3 separate regions of the Mus musculus genome follow, and regions 1 and 2 are each linked to region 3. A link is a contact called in public HiChIP or PLAC-seq and Micro-C data. All regions are on one chromosome and are shown on one strand. The core of a region is the stretch at or near the end of the contact, and the rest is flanking DNA. Distances in the headings are between cores, read along the strand shown.

Region 1 (3,635 bases), core at 828-3,327, 130 kb after region 3:
TGAAACAAAGACATTACAAAGGTGGCACACTTAAGTCATAAATTAACGAAGTAGAGACACAGACTAGGGGCATGGTGCCATACCATTTACAAGTATAGGGGTATCTGAGGCAGATCTCAGCTTTTCAGGATGGTGTCACTTTTGACAAACCAAAAACTACAAATAGCATCATGTCAGCATTGTGTACTATTGCATGACTCCCTTTTCATATTTAAAATACCTTGACCCTTATTTTACTTGATTTTTTAAAAGCTGTTATGTCACATTATGCTGACAGAGAGAAACTTATTGCTGAGGCAGCAGATCATTTAACGAATGAAGACAAATTCTGACCTCTTAATTATTTTAAGAGTCATTTGGCAATGAAACCAAGACAAATGGCTTTCACCGTAGATGACTGGGAAGACTCTAAAGTGTCTAAACTATTTCACTGAGTTGTCTAAGGTTTTCTTCATGGGAAGAGTAATGAGGTCTGGGGATGCAGCTTAATGACAGAGGTCTTGCCTAGTGTGTGAGGCTCTGGGTTCAATCTGCAGCACTAAAAGTGGTAACAGTGAATGAATTTGAAGGTATTAACACTAATCAGCTAGTTTAAAGTTAAGGTGAAGGGTGGATTTAGTATGGATTCCCCCCCCAGGTGAGAAATCTTCATGAATCATTTCATGTATGTGTATGTATGTGTATGTATATGTGTATGTGTATGCTTATGTGTATGTGTATACAACTGTTTGAAGTCTAACTGTAAAGCAAAGGGCAGAAACAGAGAGATGTGTGGCCTTAACCCATTCAGTACATCATCCACATTACATCAATCCATATTACATCATCCCTCATTACATCATCTCAGAGCCCCATATAGCAATACTCACACTATGTGCTCCTTGAATAGTGCGGACTAAGGTGAGCCCTTTCCAGACATAGATGTCACCGTTTAAAGCACCAGAGTAAGTGATGTCTTCTTTGGCACATGCAAGGCAAAGGATAGTCTGAAGATCTCCTGTTTTGCCAAATATGCCTCTTTTTGCAGTCAGGGCATTTCCACATAGTGTCCAAAACTAGGAAATAATAAAATAAATATATGCTGAAATAGAGTACTCTATATTCATTCCATTATTAGTATTTTCAGTAATTTTACAGAATATACTTTATCTGAACTGAACATAAATAAATTGTTTCTCTGTGTCATTAGAGAAACACAAAAACCCCTGCATACTCTAGAAGCATAAGAAAAACTCACAACGATATTTTTTAACTTTAAAAGCTCCAAAATTTCAAAATGTTAATGTTTAATGGCATTTAAATGACCCCAGTGTTCACAGAATAGAACTGGTCTTTTATCAAATGAATATAGATTGCAGAAAAGTTCAGAAATGTAGATAAGTATAAAGAGAAAGCCACATCTACAGCACATGCCTGTAATCTTAGCACTTGGGAGGCAGCGGAAGGAGGAACATTGCACACGGGAGGCTAGCCTGGTCTACATAGCAACTTCCAGGCTATCCAGAACTACTTAATAAGACCATACATAGAAAATGTGATGTGATATGATATGGAGTAGTGTGTGTGTGTGTGTGTGTGTGTGTGTGTATACATTAATGTACTACATAAAGAAAAAATGGCTAGGAATAACTTCATATTAGCATAACACATATCACCTAGCCATTTTAAAGTATGTACATATATTTTACAAAATGCTTTCTAGGCTGGTTGGTGGAGTTGGTTAGAGCATAGTGGCAATAAAAATAATTCCTTTTTAACCAAAATATTATAGTTTGCTTTTTTTTTCTTTTTTTACTATAGAATTGCTGACATATATTTCTAAATACAAGTGATACGTCACAAAGGCACACAATCACCCAGGCTTCTCCATTTTGTTTGCACAGATCTTTTGGAAGATGGCAAGCTTAAAGCTTGGACGATTTGTAGATGGCAGCAGGGACACCACCATAGTTATACAGAAATCCAGTATTTTTCCTTGATGTAGTTCCTAATGTATGAGCTGGTGTAACTCTGGTGCCACTACCTAGGCCCCACAGTCTCCAAATGCCTTCTACATCTGTGTTTAATCTCACAACACCCTGGAGCACAGGTTCAGTCAGATTCTGCTACTCTTTCATATGCAAATGTAGATGAGTAAGCAGAAGTACTTTTCTAAAGACACGGATTCTATAAGAAACCAGAGAAACCTGGGTCACTGCTTTGAGAACCGCAACTAAAAATGAGGGTGTGCGGAAACAACAATCAAGGCTTTTGTGACAACATACTCAGATTATACTCAAGAGGCGGGGCCAGTGAGCAGCTATAGGAAGCCAAGTTACAGTACTTGAAATGAACAGGAATGGCATAGTGGGCAAGAAATTACATCTCACCCAGGAGAGCAAGATTAGATGACTCTAAGGGGCAAGGATGTATGGAAGGAAAAATCAGAGGCAATCCTAATATTTTGTGCCTGCAGGAGAGGAAAGATGGTGGTCCTCTCAGAGTATGGTGATGGAAAAGCTTTGGGCAGAAGCACTGCTCTGCAGACCCACTTCAGAGATGAGAGCATGCATTCATTCAACTATTTGAAACAGTGGTGAATTCTGGAAGTAAGAGCCTCCATAGTTTGGGGGCAAGAGTGAGAAAGTAAGTCTTGAGGAGAGTATCTACTCACTCACTAGAACATGAACATATGCAAGGAAAGGAAAAAAGTAAGCAATGCTTGTTATCCTGGAAGAACTTACAAAGTATAAAAGAGAAGAGTTTGATATCATCCACTAATTTTACTCAGAGACAACAATTTAATGTTTAATGATATTTTCTAAACAAATATATATTTTAAAAATTTAGGGGGCAATGGTGAGGAAAGAGTTTGATCCAGTACATCTCTTCAGAGTTGGTGATGAACTGTTGATGCAGGCTCACCAATCTCTACTGCTACTGCTAAAGGTAAGAATGCCTTTTTAATATCTGTCTGGGGAGGGAGGGCAGGCAGCTCATGGAGCTTAAGAGCTGGGATAAGAGGTATATTATAAACTCAGAAAGACAAAGTACACATTTTCTCTCATATGTGGAACTAGATTTAGTATGTTATATTTGTATATGTATACCGATGAGTCATGAGACTGGAAAGGTGGTCATAAGTGGGAGGAGAGGTTAGGGAGGGAGAGTAAAATAGTGTGGTGGCACTTCCTGATGTGTAACATAAGAGCAGGAAAGGGAATTGGGCAGCCAGCAGGGCAAGAAGGTGCCACAGTGGGGATGGCTTTGCAGGAAGGAAGGAATTAGAACAAAGAACAATGACATGGTAACGCCATAATGAAAACCACTCCTCTGTAAAAACATCAGAGCCACAAGTAGACTAGACTGCCCCATGGGAAACACATTTTGAATATTTCCCAGTATCAGTAAGTAGCCATCTAAGTCATGACTTACAATGATCACACATAGCATCATAAGAATGTTGTGTATTTTACTTAACCATGGGGGTAGCTGGTTTCAGGTTTTCTTCACTTTGGCTTTGCTATTGGAATGTTACTCAGCAATGAATCAGTTCTTGGTTCACAGTCCTCATAAGCCACTTGGGAGAAACTCCACATTATGAAATTACTGGACTAGGGAGGATTGGCATTTCTAGAGCTATCAATAAATACTGC
Region 2 (3,758 bases), core at 290-2,789, 150 kb before region 3:
CTGCCAGCACCTGGGATTCCTAGAGTGTCTCTCCATGCAAATGAGGCATTCCCAGTATGCTAAGCTCCAGCCAATGATTTACAGTCACCCTAAAAATCCCTTCCTACTCTCCAAGGTTTATATAGCTCTTGTTCACCCCAAATAAAGAGCACAAGCAGTTTCACTTAATATCATCTAAAAGAGCTGTAACATTGAAATCCTCAGAAAAGACACCCCCACTCCCACCCAACTCCCCAGCTCTCACTGCTTGAACCAAGATCTGCCTGAACTCCAAGAAAAGAAGCAGAACTCGGAACCATAGTCATCTTTAAAGATCTTCTTCCCTGACCTCCAACCCCAGACAGAGACTCTCTGTGTCCCTGGTTGTCCTGGAACTCTATAGACCAGACTGGCCTCAAACTCAGAGACCTACCTGCCTCTGCCTTCGAGTGCTGGAATTAAAGGTGTGTGCCACCATGCCTGGCTATCTTTAAAGATCTTTAAGAATTATCTGTACTCTTATCTGGCTGGTTGGTTAAGGCAAATGTGGTCCTCCAAGTGAAGGAATGACCTATTCAGCTCCTGTGCTCTGATGGCACATGCTGTGGCAGTGAGTGATATAACATCCAGCTACATTCTCTAAAGATAGAAGTTGTCTGACCAGGACCAGCAGGTAAAGATCTCTCAATGGTTAGTGGTACTCTGTTGTAGCCACCTGGGGCCACACGAACTGGGTTTTTGAGTGTGAGGCTGGAGCTGTAAAGGAGGGAATGGCAAGAGAAATAAAGAGACCAAGACAAATTTTTTGATCATGGCCCAATGTTTACTATCAGTCTGTGCTTATAAAAGGGGAAGCCCATCTCCTGCCATGCCAGGTTTCTTGGCTTTGTTGCTAAGTTGTTAGGACTAGTCTGTCAGAGTTATTAGCATTAGGTCACCAATTCCACAGGTTGTCAGCTATCTCAGGAATATCTCAGAAAGACAGTTCAGCCTCTCAGTGGTAGCGGAGTCTTGGAGAAGAGCAGCAGTGGGTGACAGAACAATAGAAGCATTGACCAGGTTGTCTCATTCACAGTGGCAGCAAGGTCTGAATCAGCCTGCTCAAGGCTGTGGGAGGCTACAATTCCTCTCTAAATATATAATAAAAATTAGTTGGACTGGGGCATAAAATTTATTTATGCTCCATAATCCTGCCTGGGAATTATGGTGGCTGGCGGCTGTGCCTGGCTTGGGAACTTAGATTTTCTATGAACTATTCTATCCATCAAGGAGAGTATGTGTAGCTTGCTTGTGTTTATTTTGCACAAACATGGCTCTGTGGTGTATTATTGATAAATCATGGCCTCTTGGCACATACTTCTGTCTTAGAATTTGAAATAGTCCAGAAATCTCAGTGGCCCGTGATCATAGCACACCTTATTCCCAATCAGACCAAAGTCACAATATATATATTCAATATGTTTCTTCCAATTGATGAATTTCTGCCACCTCTGCTTGCTGAAAGGAAGCCTGCACACTTGTTGAAGAGGAGCCTGTAGGGTGTTGACTGACCTGCTTGAAATACAAAGTCAAGAGAGTTCAAAAGCAACAGGATAAAGGCTGTCTTTGGGGAAGTCCAGGTACTCTATTCAGTTGCAAATTAGCAATGATCAAGCTCAAACTCTGGCTTCCAGGTGGCTTTGAGTATCAACAGAAAGGCTGTTTCTCATGTAAATAGGCTAAGCTCCAAGTTAACTCTGCTAGCTAATGAAGATGTTTAGCTATCTTCATAATAGAAATCTCTGATATTGGGATTATTACTAAACCAGTCCAAGATTGAGTTAGAGTAACTGGTCACATTAAAGGAAAGAGAAGCCAGGCGTGGTGGCGCATGCCTTTAATCCCAGCACTCGGGAGGCAGAGGCAGGTGGATTTCTGAGTTCGAGGCCAGCCTGGTCTACAAAGTGAGGTCCAGGACAGCCAGGGCTATACAGAGAAACCCTGTCTCGAAAAACCAAAAAAAAAAAAAAAAAAAAAAAAAAAAAAAAGGAAAGAGAAGAATCATTATAACTCCTCCTTATAACTAATTTTTCTAAGTCAGTTTCCACGGTCTCTAATGTTCTCTGTCCTACATGGTTAAGAAGCTTGAAGCAAGGCAGCTTAGCTTGTCTAATCTGGGACAAAGGCAAGCAAAGGTGGGTCAAGAACATATACCCAGCTTTCTTGTCACCATAGTCAGGGCATTCAGCAAACTCACAGGTCAGCATTCAGCAAACTAACAGGAATCATTTTGGCAACTGTCATGTTCCTGCAGCATTCTGTGGCGAAAACACAAGCATGTCCTCTTCCTCATATTAAGTACCTGTTCAGGATCAAGCCATATGACAATAAGTAGACCCTTTTCATCTCACCTAGACATGAGTATACCTAGTTTTAAGATACTGTAAGGCATTTAGTAAGTTCTTTGACATCCAAATTTTAAAATTTTTTAAATAAAAATGTAATTTAAATAATGTGCATGGGGATATAATTCCTCCCCTTCTTTGTTTTTAAAGAAGTTATAGTTTTTAAAGTTTCACAATACTTTGACTTTGAGAAATATATAAAAAAAATTTCAGTAGCATGGGTAACTTTAAATTGTTGATAAAACATGTCAAATACTTGACAGCTATAGCCAGTTCTAATATCTGTTTTAGTCTGATTTGGAACACCAAGTATATAAAAAAATTTTTTTTAACATAGGCAATGACACTTTTAGTTGTTTCTCTTGTGGAGTAGTTGTAACTAGAAAGCCTGAAAAGGTATCAATAGTCACATGTGTATATTTTATATATTTATTTACTTATTAATCAGAAATAAGAGTATCTATTTGCAACAGTTAAGTATAGGTCCTCAAGAATTAACACCATTATATGGAAACAAGTAGAAATGGAGGACACTAAGAACAAAGTTTTACAATTCGACACGTACGTTTTTTTAAAATACCAAAATATTACCTTAAGCCATTACTATTTTGATGATGTAAAGAATGAGATTTTATGGCCGGTTATTTTTGTGTAAGGTCTATAATCTGCCTGGGATATACAAGCATCTAGAACAAAAATTTTAAATGTCCAAAGACAGTCTTTTTAAAGGAATAGCATTTTTTTATGAGTAGTATATGAATAAACAGTTGCAAATTTGAGAATTCATAGTATGTGAGAGACAAACAATTTTAAGCAATTGTAATCTCTGATATATATATATGTGTGTGTGTATCAAATTAAAGTTTGTTTATTTTAACATTTTAAAACACCATCTATAGCACACAATTTAATTATTTGTGCTGAAGCAGGAGGAAACACAAAAGAATAAACATGATCCAATCACATACACTTTTTTTCCCATAGAAGGGCTGTTTTTAAATATAGTAAATGGGATGCATGCATGAATTTATAGAAAATAAAAAAGAATGCATAAAAGCAATTTTAACAGCTTATCTTTAGGTTAATGATTATCAATTTTATCTAAAAGTTTGTTAGGCAATAGGTCAAATATCAATATTTTGCAATAACCAATTTAATTGCTGTTTGGAACAAGGAACAGACACTTTGTCAGGTTTTTAAGACACAGTTTTTGTTATAGTTTTTTAAAAATACATGAATTTATCTTACAATTTTTTATTAGCACCACAGCAGTCTTATAATAGGATGTTAAAACTTTACTTGGAGATGAAGAAAGATGATTTTACATTAATGGGTTGGTTTTTTTTTTTTTTTTTGTCAAAGAATTGCTGTGGGCACATTTAATAACCATAAATA
Region 3 (4,006 bases), core at 11-2,510:
CTCAGCCTAACGAATGCTTTTTTAGAAGGGAGGCAGGTCTAAGTTGAGTGCCTCTTCAGATGCTGCCTGACAAGCTACACTTTGCCTTGACTGTCAGTCCTTGCCTTCTCCATGGAAGTGTGATAAGCTCCAGAAGAAATGAACATACTATATCTATCCAAAAGCCTGCCTAGCTGAGGCTTTGTTGGATACATTTGAAAAATGAATATAGGTTCTCCTCTCCTCCCCCTCTCCCTTCTTCCTTCCTTCCTTCCTTCCTTCCTTCCTTCCTTCCTTCCTTCCTTCCTTCCTTCCTTCCTCCCTCCCTCCCTCCCTTCCTTTCCTTCCTTCCTTCCTTCCTTTCTTTTTCTTTCTTGTTTTTTGAGGCAGGGTTTCTCTGTGTAGCCCTGACTGTCCTGGAACTCACTTTGTAGATCAGGCTGGCCTTGAACTCAGAAATCTGCCTGCCTCTGCCTCCCAAGTGTTGGGATTAAAGGTGTGCCCCACCACCGCCTGGCTTAAGCACTCCTCTTTCCAGGCTCACAGATGCTGAATGCTGAAGTAACTTCTGTTGTTAGCCACAAGTCCCAAAGGTAGGACCCCTTGATCTTGCCTCTCAGCTGTGCAGAGACCCAGTCGTGAGGTCTCCAGCCCATTCTGGAATGCAGCAGCCATACTTCCCAATAGAATTTGGAGAATAAACAATAGCAAGCTTAGAAGTGCAGACCTAAAGAACTAGAAATTCGGAAGTTTTCTAAAACTTATTGAAATTAGTCCTCCGGTGCATGTGCGTACATGCAAATGCCTGCTGTGGTACTTGCCAGAGGACAAATTGTAGGGATCAGATCTCTCCTTCCATCATGTGGGTCAGGGGGAGGGGTTGGACTTGGTTAGCAGCAGGCACAGTTACCTGCTGCGCCATCTCCTCAGGCAGAAATGAGGAAATTTTGATGATGAGCTGGTGGAGGTAGGGTAAAGGTGACTGGGGATATGTTCCCTGGTATTCATGTTTTGTTTTTGTTTCTTACGAAAAGACTTGTACACACAGACACACACACACAATTACTTTCCTAATTATCCAAGCCTCTGTCTCTACATTTATAAAATAGGGATAGTACTTGGAAGTTAGCATGGTGCCCAGGACACAGTAAGCACTCATGTGGAAACAGTGTTTTTTCTTGGTTGCCCCTGAGACAAGTTAACGAGAAGCATACCTGAATGTATTTGCTGTCTGCAGAAAAGTCCATCTGAATGACAAAGCTTGGGATGTCTTTGCAGTAGCCGATCCGGTTCAGACTTGTGCCCTGAGTAAGGTCATAGAAGTCAACTGTCTGCTCAGAAGACCCCACAGCTAAGAATCTGTTGTCTGGGCTGATTCTAGAGGGGGAAATCAAAAGCAAGGTCCATGAGGAGGCAGATCTGGACACACAAAGATGGGCTAGCTCTGTCTCAAGCCCAAAGACATGTGCCTAGCTTCTCCCCAGTTTCTATGAAATTAAACAATTTTTCTGAATCTAATCCCACAGGGGAAAAAAAATGGTGTTATGCAGTCTTTGGTAGAATTACAAGTATTTTTATCACCATATCTAAAAAGACTGTGTGGGAGGTACCCTTGATTAGCCTGCTGTGGAAGCAACCCTTTCAACACAGTTCCCCCAGCTCTGTCTCCCCACCATCCCCAGAAGGACCCATGTCAGGAGCGCTTACCCTTCTGGCTCAGACCACTCACTATATACCTGATATCTTTTATTTTTTTGTACCTGATATCTTGGATGGCAGATTTCCGGTCTCGTTTTTTCCCCCAAACTTTCAGGGTGTTCACCAGCAAGATGACAAACTCTCCATTCTTCATGCCAATGGCCACCATCTCCCCATCAGGGCTATAGGCTGCACACCTGGCCGCATGGCCCAGGTTCACCTTGTTTAACAGTTTCTACATGAAGACACAGAGAGACATGTAAGCCCTTACCACTTGTGCTGATCTCTAGGGGAAATCATCAGGACAGGGAAATCAGACTACTTCAGCTCCCACTAAAGGCCACCAATGCGATCTCATAGTAGAGCTACTTGGGGGATAGCACCTTTTAGGACAGGGTTTGGCAAACATTGCCTGTTATGTTGTCATAACTTTACATTGAGCACTGTAGGATCTGTGTTCTAATTACCAGCTTTGTCATGACAATTGTGGACAGTAGTAACAAATGTGGCTTCACCTATTGAAACAGGCAGCTGGCTAGACACAGGCCTTAGGCTTTGCCAGGCTCTTGCTAAAGGAAAAGCATGCGAACTTACTAGCCAGATCTTGACTGGACCCTCACTTTCTAGTTGGGTATGTGTGTATACATTATTGCCATTACCACGGAGCAGAAAGGATACTGATAGTAGCGTTGGAAGATTTTTGTAAGTATTAACAATAGCATACAGGAAACATCCATTATACAGTGAGTTTTCAGTGAGTAGAAGCCGTTTTTAGTAAACTTAATAGCTTTAGAACTAAACTATATAACACATGCATGTGTTTGCATGGCTGCTCTTTGACCCTTACATTAAAACTGTGACCAAAGTTTTTCCTAGCCATTTTGAAACAGAATTTGGCATTTATTTTGTGCTGGATAAGGTTCAGTGACCTTTTTTTTTTTCCTTCATATCTTATATTTTTACCCCAGATGAGCTTTAAAGTTGCTTTCCCAACCTTCCCGGAATCTGACGGGAAATCTGTCACTCTCAAACATTTGTATCTCTCTCGTTCTCCTCCTGTCCTTTTATAAAAAGATAGTAACTCTCGGTTTGATTATTCCAGAATTATCAACATGTGGGGCTCAGTAGAGTGTTTGAACATGCACTCTAACACGCATGAAGCCCTTGGTTTGATCCCCAAGCACTGCATTACCAGTGCTGGACAAGTAGAGGCAAGAAGAGTCAGAAGGTTCCATGTCTTCCTTTATTTCATATTGAGCTCAAGCTATAAGAGCTTCGTACTACAAATCTATCCAGACAAATGAACTGCTGAGAGTGCAGGTGGCATGTGTGAGGGACTTTTATTAGTAGGCTTTCTAACAATGCTGAACCAACCTACCCCCATCTCTGGCTTGACACAGGCCCTCTCTGCTCCTCCTGCTATGAGCCTGATAGTAGGCTCCTTACCTTGTCAGCCAGGTCCCAGATCCTTGCTGTGCCATCATTGCTGGCTGAGATGAACATGTCCTTGGAGGGGTGTGTGGCTAGGCCCCAGATCTCCCCCTCCATGTGTCCATCAATCAGGATGTTTGAAGCAGCGCTTTTTTCCCCAACTTCAATTATTTCACCATCTTTGGTTCCTACTAAGATTTTTCCCTGTTACAAAAAAATACTATTAGAAAAAAAGCTGTCTGAATCCAGTCATCTGAGGTCCCCAGAAAGATCCAGTTCACGGGATACAAAGGAGAGGTGGGTACCAGGGGCAGGAGGGGAAGGAAGAGCTGATGTTTAATAGTCAAATATTTTCTTATTAAAATATTTGAAGGTGACGGTGGTAGTGGTTGCACAAGTGTTTAATGGCAATGACTTGTACACAACGTGGTTAAAATGCTAAGTTTTATGTGTTTTGTCACAGTTTAAAAATAATTTAAAAGCACTGCTAGTGAGACTGCTGCATTGTTACTAAATCAGGATATGCTGAGGCCTCTTGCGAAGGGCTGCATGTCAGTAAGAGCCCCTCCCTTCTCACTTTGCCTTTTCTAGCAGTTGCCTTGGGTAGGAGCTTGAGCAGAGTCCCCCATCACCCTCTTGATGAACATCCCACAGACTGTAAGCTCCCTCTAGACGGACTTAATTCCTCCCAGGGCCATATCAGGTGACCTTGACTGGTAAGTAAGTTGGTCTGAGACATTAATCTTGTGTACCTACCCAGTGGAGCTTGCAAACATCATTGCATCCTGGCAACTACAACTGATCCTGGCAATTGTCATTATATTATGTTTCTAATAAAGGTATAGAAGGTCTGACTGACCCTATGACTGGACTGACTTGACTCCTTTCAGCCGTATCC

Evidence for each region. Hi-C and Micro-C count contacts between places; a contact is called where the count stands out from the background. HiChIP or PLAC-seq counts read pairs in DNA pulled down with a chosen protein or histone mark.
Region 1: a contact with region 3 is called in a Micro-C map of embryonic stem cells, with 2.3 times the contacts expected there. The contact joins two enhancer-like sites. A contact is called at or near these places in 1 of 15 datasets of contacts at CTCF or cohesin (the NIH/3T3 cell line), 11 of 484 Hi-C or Micro-C datasets (bone marrow-derived macrophages, embryonic fibroblasts, embryonic stem cells and 4 more), 6 of 115 datasets of contacts at active chromatin or transcription factors (CD8 T cells, the NIH/3T3 cell line, embryonic fibroblasts and 2 more) and 2 of 9 other capture datasets (adipose tissue and liver).
Region 2: an H3K27ac HiChIP or PLAC-seq map of embryonic stem cells shows a contact between it and region 3, with 7 read pairs. The contact joins two enhancer-like sites. A contact is called at or near these places in 1 of 115 datasets of contacts at active chromatin or transcription factors (embryonic stem cells) and 1 of 9 other capture datasets (liver).

Annotation. Positions count from the first base shown.
Region 1 is chr11:29,881,089-29,884,723 of GRCm38.p6, forward strand. It overlaps Eml6 (echinoderm microtubule associated protein like 6), which reads right to left. Exons shown (of 42, transcript NM_146016.2): 6 at 870-1,055. Among named protein-coding and RNA genes, the nearest start is that of Gm22588, 33 kb to the left of the region's middle. Within about 2 kb of position 2,078, at least 39 of the 459 cell types and tissues checked have an H3K27ac peak or open chromatin away from gene starts, as enhancers often do. A contact at or near this core is called in embryonic stem cells, where this site is marked.
Region 2 is chr11:29,595,727-29,599,484 of GRCm38.p6, forward strand. No RefSeq gene overlaps it. Among named protein-coding and RNA genes, the nearest start is that of Gm12092, 48 kb to the right of the region's middle. Within about 2 kb of position 1,540, at least 5 of the 459 cell types and tissues checked have an H3K27ac peak or open chromatin away from gene starts, as enhancers often do. A contact at or near this core is called in embryonic stem cells, where this site is marked.
Region 3 is chr11:29,748,066-29,752,071 of GRCm38.p6, forward strand. It overlaps Eml6 (echinoderm microtubule associated protein like 6), which reads right to left. Exons shown (of 42, transcript NM_146016.2): 36 at 3,124-3,312; 37 at 1,740-1,912; 38 at 1,194-1,356. Among named protein-coding and RNA genes, the nearest start is that of Rtn4, 57 kb to the left of the region's middle. Within about 2 kb of position 1,261, at least 8 of the 459 cell types and tissues checked have an H3K27ac peak or open chromatin away from gene starts, as enhancers often do. A contact at or near this core is called in embryonic stem cells, where this site is marked.